Regions from separate parts of the Mus musculus genome. Here region 2 is linked to region 1. Evidence: chromatin contacts called from public promoter capture Hi-C data. All regions are on one chromosome and are shown on one strand. Each heading gives the region's core, a stretch centred on a gene start, on an enhancer-like site or on the middle of the called end of the contact. The rest is flanking DNA. Distances are from core to core; before and after follow the strand shown. Region 1 holds the start of Upf3b (UPF3 regulator of nonsense transcripts homolog B (yeast)). Region 2 holds the start of Akap14 (A kinase (PRKA) anchor protein 14).

Region 1 (4,614 bases), core at 574-3,073:
TCTCCCTATGTCAAACAAACAAACAAACAAACAAACAAACAAATGTACGTCTCTTGGGGAGGAGAAGGAGAACAATGAAATTTTAGTTTGCTGCCCAGACGAGTGAACTCAGTGATCTTGTGGTTCAGTAACTGGAAGTAGCTCCGGCTACAGAACAGGTATCTGCCACCATATTCAGCTAGCTCTGTCTACCTAACACACAAATATGCTAGTATCAGACCCCCCCCCCCCACACACACACACAATACAGGACTACAAGAAAGACCAAAGTTTCAGCATCTGGCCAACTTAGATGAAGGTCATCCTTTGTAGCAGCAAAATTTTAGTTCTCAGGTTAGTGCAGAATATAAATGAGGGAAGCTTGCTCTCCAGACCCCATTTCTTAATTGCAACACACCATGGTTATTTTTAATCATGGTGCTGAGAACCACCTGCCCAGATCAGGAACCTGCCACACTGAGGTGGGTCAGTGCCTTGTTTCTTTGGCCACCAGCAAACTGTACTGGAGACTCCCCTCCCCTTCAGACAGACACACCAGCAAAATGCTTTATTCTTCTCTTCCTTTCTTCATTTCCTCCCTCTTTCCTTCTACAGAAAACATCTTGTTGGGTATTTCATGACCCTCCTGACTCAGCTTCCCCAAAGCAGGGACTACAGAACACGCTACCACACCTGGTTAAAGAGTCCGTTTTATTGCTCAAATTTATGGCATGTACCAACTACTAAGGCATTGTACTTCATTCTGTGAATGTATCACATCTTGCTTGTCCATTCAACTGTTAATGGGTATTTGACCTTTTTCAAAGTGAAGAAAGTGAACAGAATCAAGTTGGATATTTTCCTTTCCCCATCTTGTTGGATAACAGTGTTGGGAGAGAATTCTTTAATTTGGAAAAGAAAGAAAGGTGGTGAAAACAAATGTAATACATTTTGGTTATAATTCATTGAAATTAGTATCTTGTGTGTTTCTTGAGCATGTGTAAATCCTAATGCCTCTGAAAGTATACTTCAGTTTTAAATAGCTTTTCCTTATCTGTTTATTTACCTGATGGTTGTTTGGTTGATATACGTACGGTTCCACTATCTAGCACTAATTTGCCTGAAAGTTGCTATTTAGACCACACTTTGAATTTGTCTTGATCCTTCTCTTTCAGATTCCCCAGTGCTGCAATTATAGGCTCACGTGGCATAAAACCTTGTGGGTATTTTTTATCTGAAAAAGAAAAGCACTAAACTTTTAAGATTAAGGGATCATAGCGGGGCAGTGGTGGCGCACGTCTTTAATCCCAGCACTCCGGGAGGCAGAGGCAGGTGGATTTCTGAGGTCTAGACCAGCCTAGTCTACAGAGTGGGTTCCAGGACAGCCAGGGCTACACAGAGAAACCCTGTCTCAAAAAAACAAAACAAACAAACAAAAAGATTAAGGGATCATATATACTTAAGATGTTTATGGTATTTTTATCTGAAAAAGAATCACTAAATTTTTAAGATCAAATGATCACATATACTAAAAATCTGGATGATTCCCACATTTCTAATCCTAAACGGGCAGCTGCTTTGCATGCTGGGAGTTGTAGTCCAGAAACGAGTCGTTTCTAGACAAGATGGCGGAGTTGCTAATGACGCGCTAAGGGGCGGGCCCCGAGGGAATCTGGGCCGCTAGGGGATTGGGCAGCATGGGGACTTCGGCAGGCGGGAAGTAAAGGTCAGGTATTAAAACCCTAACCCCGAGTGAAACCGAGGGCCTTAAACTCTCGCGAGATCTCCGGGAGCCCAATGGAACGCAGGGCTCTGCTTATCACTAGGGCTATTTGTTAGGGGCGGAGCTCCTGAGGTCTCTCCCGGAGAGTCGTAGGTGCCCGGCGTAACGGCTTAGCAGCTGTGCCACCGCTCTAAAGAGCGTAACCGTGGCCATGAAGGAAGAAAAAGATCATAGGCCTAAGGAGAAACGAGTGACCCTGTTTACGCCGCAGGGCGCCACAGGCGGCTGTATTGGCGCTACTGCCGAAGGCGCCAAAGGGGACGATAGGCAGGATCGCAACAGGGACAAGAAAGAAGCTTTGAGCAAGGTGCCTATCGGGTGGTGGCACAAGAGGGCGGGACATGTCCACGGACTGGGGAGCATGGCTGGGAATGGGGCTGCTCTCTTCCTCTCCCGGGTAACTCTTCTGTTTCTAACTGAATGGAAATTGCTTCGCACTGTCTCACGCACTGGTGGAAATGGGATTAGCAGGTTCTGATAAAGCCCCCGAAATGGGGGGATGGAGGGTGGGGGTGAGGGAAAAGGAGGGTTCCCAGATGAGAAAAGGTTAGTTCAGAGCTGCGACGGTGGGGTAGTTATGAGAGAGGGGAGCAGCAGGAAAGATAGGGGAACTTTAATTGGCTTGAATTGCTAAATAGACCTTGCCACACCAGGGGTTAGGGGTGGGAGTAATTGTGAAGTACGTGTTAATGCAAGCGAGTTGGGGGAGCACATTAAGAGGATTGATGACCAACCTGGAGGAGCAGACAGATGGAGGGCGATGGGTAAAGGATTTCCGTGGTACACAGAATGGGGAAGGGAGTTCATTTAGCGCATTTTAGACCGGTGAGAGAGACAATGTCGCGACACCGACAAAAGACCAGAATTCGTTCAAAATGGGTTTTAAACTCCATTTAAGAACAGAACCTGGGATTTTCCTTGCCCCAGACAGTTGTCACTTCCAGGAGTTTGTATAAACCCGCGTTATCCATACCTTTGAGTAATTCATAGCATTGGATTGCAGGAGAATATGTTCGGTGTTTTTGTAAGTGTCTGTATTTTAGAGCCGATTATCAGAAGCCATGATTCTGGTATGCCAGAAAGTTGGCTGCTATGTACTGATTTTCCTTTCCTCGTTTGTTTCCTAAGGTGGTAATTCGAAGATTACCTCCCACTTTGACCAAGGAACAGCTTCAGGAACATCTTCAACCTATGCCTGAGCACGATTATTTTGAGTTTTTTTCTAATGATACTAGGTAAAAAAAAAATTAATATTTTACCCTCCTTTTCGCTTTTTGGGCTAGTGTCTTTAATGTGTATGTGTTTGCAATTCAGTCAGACACCTGAAACCATAGTCACGTAATTGCTTTCCGTCTCTACAGCCTTTATCCTCATATGTATGCCAGAGCATATATCAACTTTAAAAACCAAGAAGACATTCTTTTATTCAGGGACCGATTTGATGGCTATGTATTCCTTGACAATAAGGGTGAGTATACGATTTAGGAGAGTTTTTCATGGTTACATTGAACAGAGTGTGTGCTGCCACTTGCGGTATGTGCCTGTAATCAGAGCAAAGGATGCAGAAGCAGGAGGGTGACTCCAAGTTTGAGGTCAGTCTGGACTACATAGAATGACCACTGAGAGAGAGAGAAGAAAAGAGATAGGGTTGAGGAGAGGGAGGAAGGGGTGTGGGAGAGCAATATACAATGCTTTCTCCAAGTCTGTGTGGGTTAGACTTAAACTCCTTTAAGATAAAATGTGCAACATTGAAAGAATTTTTATAACCCTGAGATAGTTTTCTTAACTTATGATTTCTTTCCTTTGATCCAGTGACTATAATTACCACTGATTTCTCCTGTTTGATACTTTATACTTGTTTCAAATGTCGACTTCCTGCCTCAAAGATGCTAATTAGTATCCTTTATGTTGCTAGTCCTCAGTTAGAATACTGTTTACCTTTCTCACAAAGCTGCGGAAAACTAAAGCCTCAAATTGCATCTCCCAGGCTGGAGATGTAACGCAATGATTGATGATATGTGAGACCTTGGGTTCAATTCTCAGCATCGGCAAATAACAGGAACACACCACAGCATCCTGGGATCCAAGCTACACAATGTGTAACATTAACAGATTTCGGAATGAACTCCTGACTCACTTTCCGTTTGCTGTCTGGGGTTTGCAGGGTTTAGCTAGAATGTATCCAAGTTGCCTTTTGCCACCTTTCATTTGGTTTTTGACTCATGGACAAGTGATGTGGGGTTTCCTGTCTGTTTTCATTTCCTCAATTACTTCAAGTTTGCAAATAGTAAATCCTTGTTGTGGAATATGCCTGATAACAAGTTGAAGGCTTGACAACTGTGTTTGTCCAATGTATATACACTTAGGGTCAAATAAGGTTCTCTCACCGTGCCAACTTTTACTCTTTGCTACATTGTAACTCGTGCCTAACACACGGTGCCTAATTATCCCATTTCCCAAACTGTCTTTATTTTTTCCTGACCAGCCTTTTTTTTTTGTTTTGTTTTGTTTTTGTTTTTTCTTTAATTCCAGACAGGGTTTCTCTGTATAGCCCTGGCTGTCCTGGAACTAATTCTGTAGACCAGGCTGGCCTCGAACTCAGAAATCCGCCTGCCTCTGCCTCCCAAGTGCTGGGATTAAAGGCATGCACCACCATGCCCGGCTATGACCAGCCTTTTTATTCTAGTAGATAACAATGATTTCTTATTTAGCTTCTATTGACTTATTATCCTCTTAATCAGTTTTATTACCTGCATGTGTTTATTTTGTGTGTCTTTAGGCTATGGAACATGTGGTCTCCCTTCCACCATGAGGGTCTTGGGACTTGAACTCAGATCATCAACCTTGGTGGC
Region 2 (4,614 bases), core at 1,539-4,038, 59 kb before region 1:
CAGCAGGATTTCAGTGTATGGAACCTTGGATGTGTGTGGTGCCGTCCAGTGAGCTCAGCATCTCTCCTGAGGGGAAAAATGGCACCTGAGAGAGCAGTTTTCTTCTTTGCTCTGATGCAGATCATCCGTGTCATTGTAAGCAGCCACTCCACACGATAGCATGGTTCAGGGCATGGAGTCAGAGCCTGGGAGGTTTTTCTGGACTAAAATGACTAAGTCCTGATATAGAGTCATCCACTTTTCATTTCACTAGCCATTTAAATACAAACCATTGAAAATATCACTCCCGGGGCTGGAGAGATGGCTCAGCGGTTAAGAGCACTGGCTGTTCTTCCAGAGGTCCTAAGTTCAATTCCCAGCAACCATATGATTGGATCACAACCATCCGTAATGGGATCCAATGCCCTCTTCTGGCATGCAGGCATACATGCAAGTCAGTTGTGTTGGATGGTGTTTTGCATGAAAGCACACATGAGCACTCATACATTTAAAAATACACAGTAAATAGAAAATGTTAAAACTATCTCTACTATCAGGGTTGGAGAGATGGCTCAGCAGATAAGAATGTTGATTGCTCTTGCAGAAGACCCAGGTTCAGTTCCTAGCACACACACATGGTAACTCACAATAGTCTGTAACTCCAGAACCAGAGGTTCCAGCATATTCTTCTGGCATCCATTGATGCAAAGCATATATGTGATACACACACATACACTCAGGCAAAATACTTATACACAAAAAATAATAAAATGAATAAACCTTTTAAATATACCAGTATTATTGATAACAATACTAGGAATATTATTAACTGTTATATAGAAAGTTTATGATATATTTGGCACTACTACTCTTAATCTTCATATGAATAATTGGGCTTAATTCCCATTTAAACACACACACACCAACTCTTTGGAGGCAAAGGCAGGCGGATATCAGTGAGTTTGAGGCTATCCTCATCTATGTAGCAAGTCCCAGGCCAGGCACAGCTAACATAGTGAGAACCTGTCTCAAAAACAAACAAGCAGAACAAAACCCAACCACAACCACAACAGCAACAACCAAACAACAACAAACCCCCTGAAACAAACAACCTATTCAGGCCTAAGGATGCAACTCGGTTGTCAGCATTCTTGCCTAGCATCATGAAGCCCTGGTGTAATGATGCACATAGGTAAAGCCATAGCATAAGAAGGATCGGAAGTTCAAGGCCAACCTCCACTACATAGTAAGTTCAGGTTCAGCCTAATACCCTGGGTATTTTTTTTTGAAAGAAAAACTATGAAATACTTTATTTTTTATTTAATAAAATCTAACCACTCATTTTAAAAATAAAACATTAATCTCAAGGCAACTATTGAAATAAAAAAAACAAAGTATATTTTGTTCCTGAGTTTTAAAAATCATTATAGTAATTTACAAAGTTTAGTTCATAATAATTCTCATTAAAATTTATAATTTATAAGATTTAAATATGCTTAATTGTTGTAGATAAATTTTTATTAGATATTTTCATTATTTACATTTCAAATGTTATCCTCTTTCCTGGTTTCCCCTCTGAATACCCCCTATCCCCTCCCCCCACTCCCCCTGCTCACCCACCCACCCACTCCTGCTTCTGGCCCTGGCAATCCCCTATACTGGAGCATAGAATCTTCACAGGACCAAGGGCCTCTCCTCCCATTGATGTCCAACACGGCCATCCTCTGCTACATATGCAGCTAGAGCTATGGGTCCCTCCATGTGTTTTATTTGATTGGTGGTTTAGTCCCAGGGAGCTCTGGGGGTACTGGTTAGTTCATATTGTTGCTCCTATGGGGCTGCAAACCCTTTCAGCTCCTTGGGTCCTTTCTCTAGCTCCTTCATTGGGGACCCTGTGTTCCATCCTATAGATGACTGTGAGCATCCACTTCTGTATTTGTCAGGCACTGACAGAGCCTCTTAGGAGAGAGCTATAACAGGTTTCTGTCAAAAGAGGGGGTGGGAGAGGGAAAGAGAGAGTAGAAGGGAGGGAGGGACAGAGGGAGGGAGGGAGGGACAGAGGGAGGGAGGGAGGGACGGAGGGAGGGAGGGAGGGAGGGAGGGAGGGAGGGAGGGAGGGAGGGAGGGAGGGAGGGAGGAAACATGTTCTAAGTTTGGCATGGTGGTGCACTCAGGAGGCTGAGGCATGGGGACGTCATGTTTGAGGCCAGCACAGGCTCTATAAAAAGACTTTGTCTAAAGCCATGCTCATCTGTATTTTGTAGACAAGAAATGGAGAAAGAAAAGTGCTAAGTCAACTGTCTCTGAGTCTGCTCAGATACTCACTGCTCCCCCTCTCTCCTCCTCCAGCACATAAAGTCCTAACCTCAGAATGATGACATGAAAATGTCAGACTGTAGGCAGTGATGGCAGATACTTCTGGGTTTGAGCTCCTGGCAATTCCCAGGGTACCCTCTGTGTCTCACTTCATGCAAACATAATATGAAACAGTAATAGTTACCTTAGGACACTATTGCAAGGTGGAGACAGCTCGATGCAGTGACTTGTACAGCATGCAAATGCTCAAATGCTTTTTGGCTGAAGAAGGTCACCTCACCAGTCCTCCCGGCACAGCTGGGCCTGCATCGCCTCCTGGGAAGAAGCTAGGCTTGCTTTGTACAGTTTAGCTCTGATGCTGAGGTCGAATAGCATGTAGGACTCAGCATTCTCTCTCCTCTCAAATTCCTTTCTCTTATTGACAGAGGCCCATGGCTCCCCATTGTTGAAACTGCCATCGTTGCTGTGGCAGCACTTGTAAACATTCTCTTTAGGAACCTTGGGGCAGCACTGCTGAGAGACTGCTAAGGCCTCCTCTGCTACTGCTTCAAAGAATAATCTTTAGGTATTGGGGTTTCTTTGCTAAGGGGGAGGCCTGAAAGGGGGCTTGAAGTGGTTCTATTAATCATCCAGACCCCAAAGAAGCTAATGGGAGAGATACCTATGAATGATATGCATCCATTGATGGATGAAGATAAGTCCCTCCCTCCCTCCTTTCCTTCCTTCCTCCCTCCCTCCCTCCCTCTCTTCCTTCCTCTCTCCCTCCCTCCCTCCCTCCCTCCTTCCCTTCCTTCCTTCCTCAGTTCCTCCTCCCTTTCTGGTTTGTTGTTGCTTTGGAGAGAGGGGTCTATGTGAGCCAAAGTTGCTGGTTTCAAAGTTGCTATGTAGCCTGAAATGACTTTCTTTTAGCAGATAGTCCTGTTTTCCGCCAGCTGCAGAAGAGGAAACTGAGGTGAAAGGGAACTGAGTGGACAATGAAAATAATAAGACCTAAATGAGCATTTAATCTATAATTATTACAGGAATGCTTAAAGAGTATACAGATTTTGTTTGATTGATGGTCACGGGAAACTTAGTTGCCTTGTGCAGTGTCTACCGTACCCTTGGGACAAAAGATGTTAGAAAAGGAAACAGGGTTGCTTTTCATGAAAGGGTCTTACAGGGAGAATGAGATGGCTCAGTGGATAAAAGTGGTGGTCCCCAGAATTCACATGGTGAAAGGAGAGAAACGTCTTCTGCAAGTCACCTCTTTGACCCCACACACATGCTGAGTCTCCCCAGTTCAAGAGATACATGGAAAAACTATGACTTTAAGATGAGGCTTGCAGATAGGAACACATTCTGATCTATCTGACGGTGAGGAAAGGTCTCTGGAAGCCTCTTTTTTGTTTCTTTGTTTGCTTGCTTGCTTGCTTGCTTGCTTGCTTGCTTTTCAAGACAGCATTTCTTTCTGCAGCAACTAGCTCTGTAGACCAGCCTTACCTGAACTCACTAAAACTGCCTGCCTCTGCATCCTGGAAACTGAGATTAAAGGTGTACCCCACCATGGCAGGCTGGAAGTCTCTTACTTAATTTATATTGTTTTGCATTTCTTTCTTTTCCTAGCACCTATATCAGCTGGCTCACAACTGCCTGTAACTCCAGGTCCAGGGGATCCAATGCCTTCTTTCAGTTACCAAAGTCACCTGCACAAGCACAGTACCTTTACCTACACTTACGTACACTCACGTAAGGCACATAGACGCATACATAAAATGAAATAAACATGGTTTTCAAGTTATCATACTAAAAATTAAGATAGTTGGTCATGGAAATATAAAGATGTGGCCACAGGAGAGAGAGGCAAATGAAACTTCAGCTTGCTGAGATTTGTAGTTATTTGGGCTAGTGAGAGTTGGGGGAAACCAGACTGAAAAGTTGTAGAAGACAGTAGCCCTGAGAAACTGGAAACTTCTGTAGGCATCCAGTCACAGGCGTCCCGGAATACAGTTTCCCTCTCACAAATCTGTCAGCATGCACTTACTAGTGTATGGCCTCTCAAGGACACTAGAGGGCACTAGAGAGCCATTTCATGTGGGCGTCTCCTGTTAGCTATGTAGTGACAGAGGAGAGTGGATGTGGAAAATAGCCAGTGTCCATTTCATTCATAGGGTCATGGTGGTTAAATGAAACATAGCACATTAAATAGTCCCAAACTGGAAACTTTATTTATAATAAATAAATAACTTTCTCAGTTTGGAAAGGCATCTTCTACCATTCCCTCCTACCATTTAAAGATTTGCTAGCAAGAAGGCTGGGCACGGCCTTGTACACCTTTAA

Evidence for each region. Capture Hi-C pulls out chosen DNA fragments and counts their contacts.
Region 2: a promoter capture Hi-C map of pancreatic islet shows a contact between it and region 1. The contact joins the promoter of Akap14 here to the promoter of Upf3b in region 1. A contact is called at or near these places in 4 of 39 promoter capture datasets (cranial neural crest, epiblast stem cells, macrophages and 1 more), 3 of 15 datasets of contacts at CTCF or cohesin (CD8 T cells, large pre-B cells and pro-B cells), 31 of 484 Hi-C or Micro-C datasets (the AML12 cell line, B cells, CD4 T cells and 20 more), 14 of 115 datasets of contacts at active chromatin or transcription factors (the 230-238 cell line, CD8 T cells, the SCID.adh cell line and 7 more) and 4 of 9 other capture datasets (adipose tissue, liver, macrophages and 1 more).

The regions. Positions count from the first base shown.
Region 1 is chrX:37,107,531-37,112,144 of GRCm38.p6, reverse strand. Upf3b (UPF3 regulator of nonsense transcripts homolog B (yeast)) reads left to right here and starts at 1,823. Exons shown (of 10, transcript NM_026573.3): 1 at 1,823-2,069; 2 at 2,891-2,997; 3 at 3,124-3,230. The coding sequence starts at 1,914.
Region 2 is chrX:37,167,016-37,171,629 of GRCm38.p6, reverse strand. It overlaps Akap14 (A kinase (PRKA) anchor protein 14), which reads left to right and starts at 2,788. Exons shown (of 6, transcript NM_001033785.2): 1 at 2,788-2,860. Gm39503 (a long non-coding RNA gene) reads right to left here. Exons shown (of 3, transcript XR_882286.2): 2 at 1-66.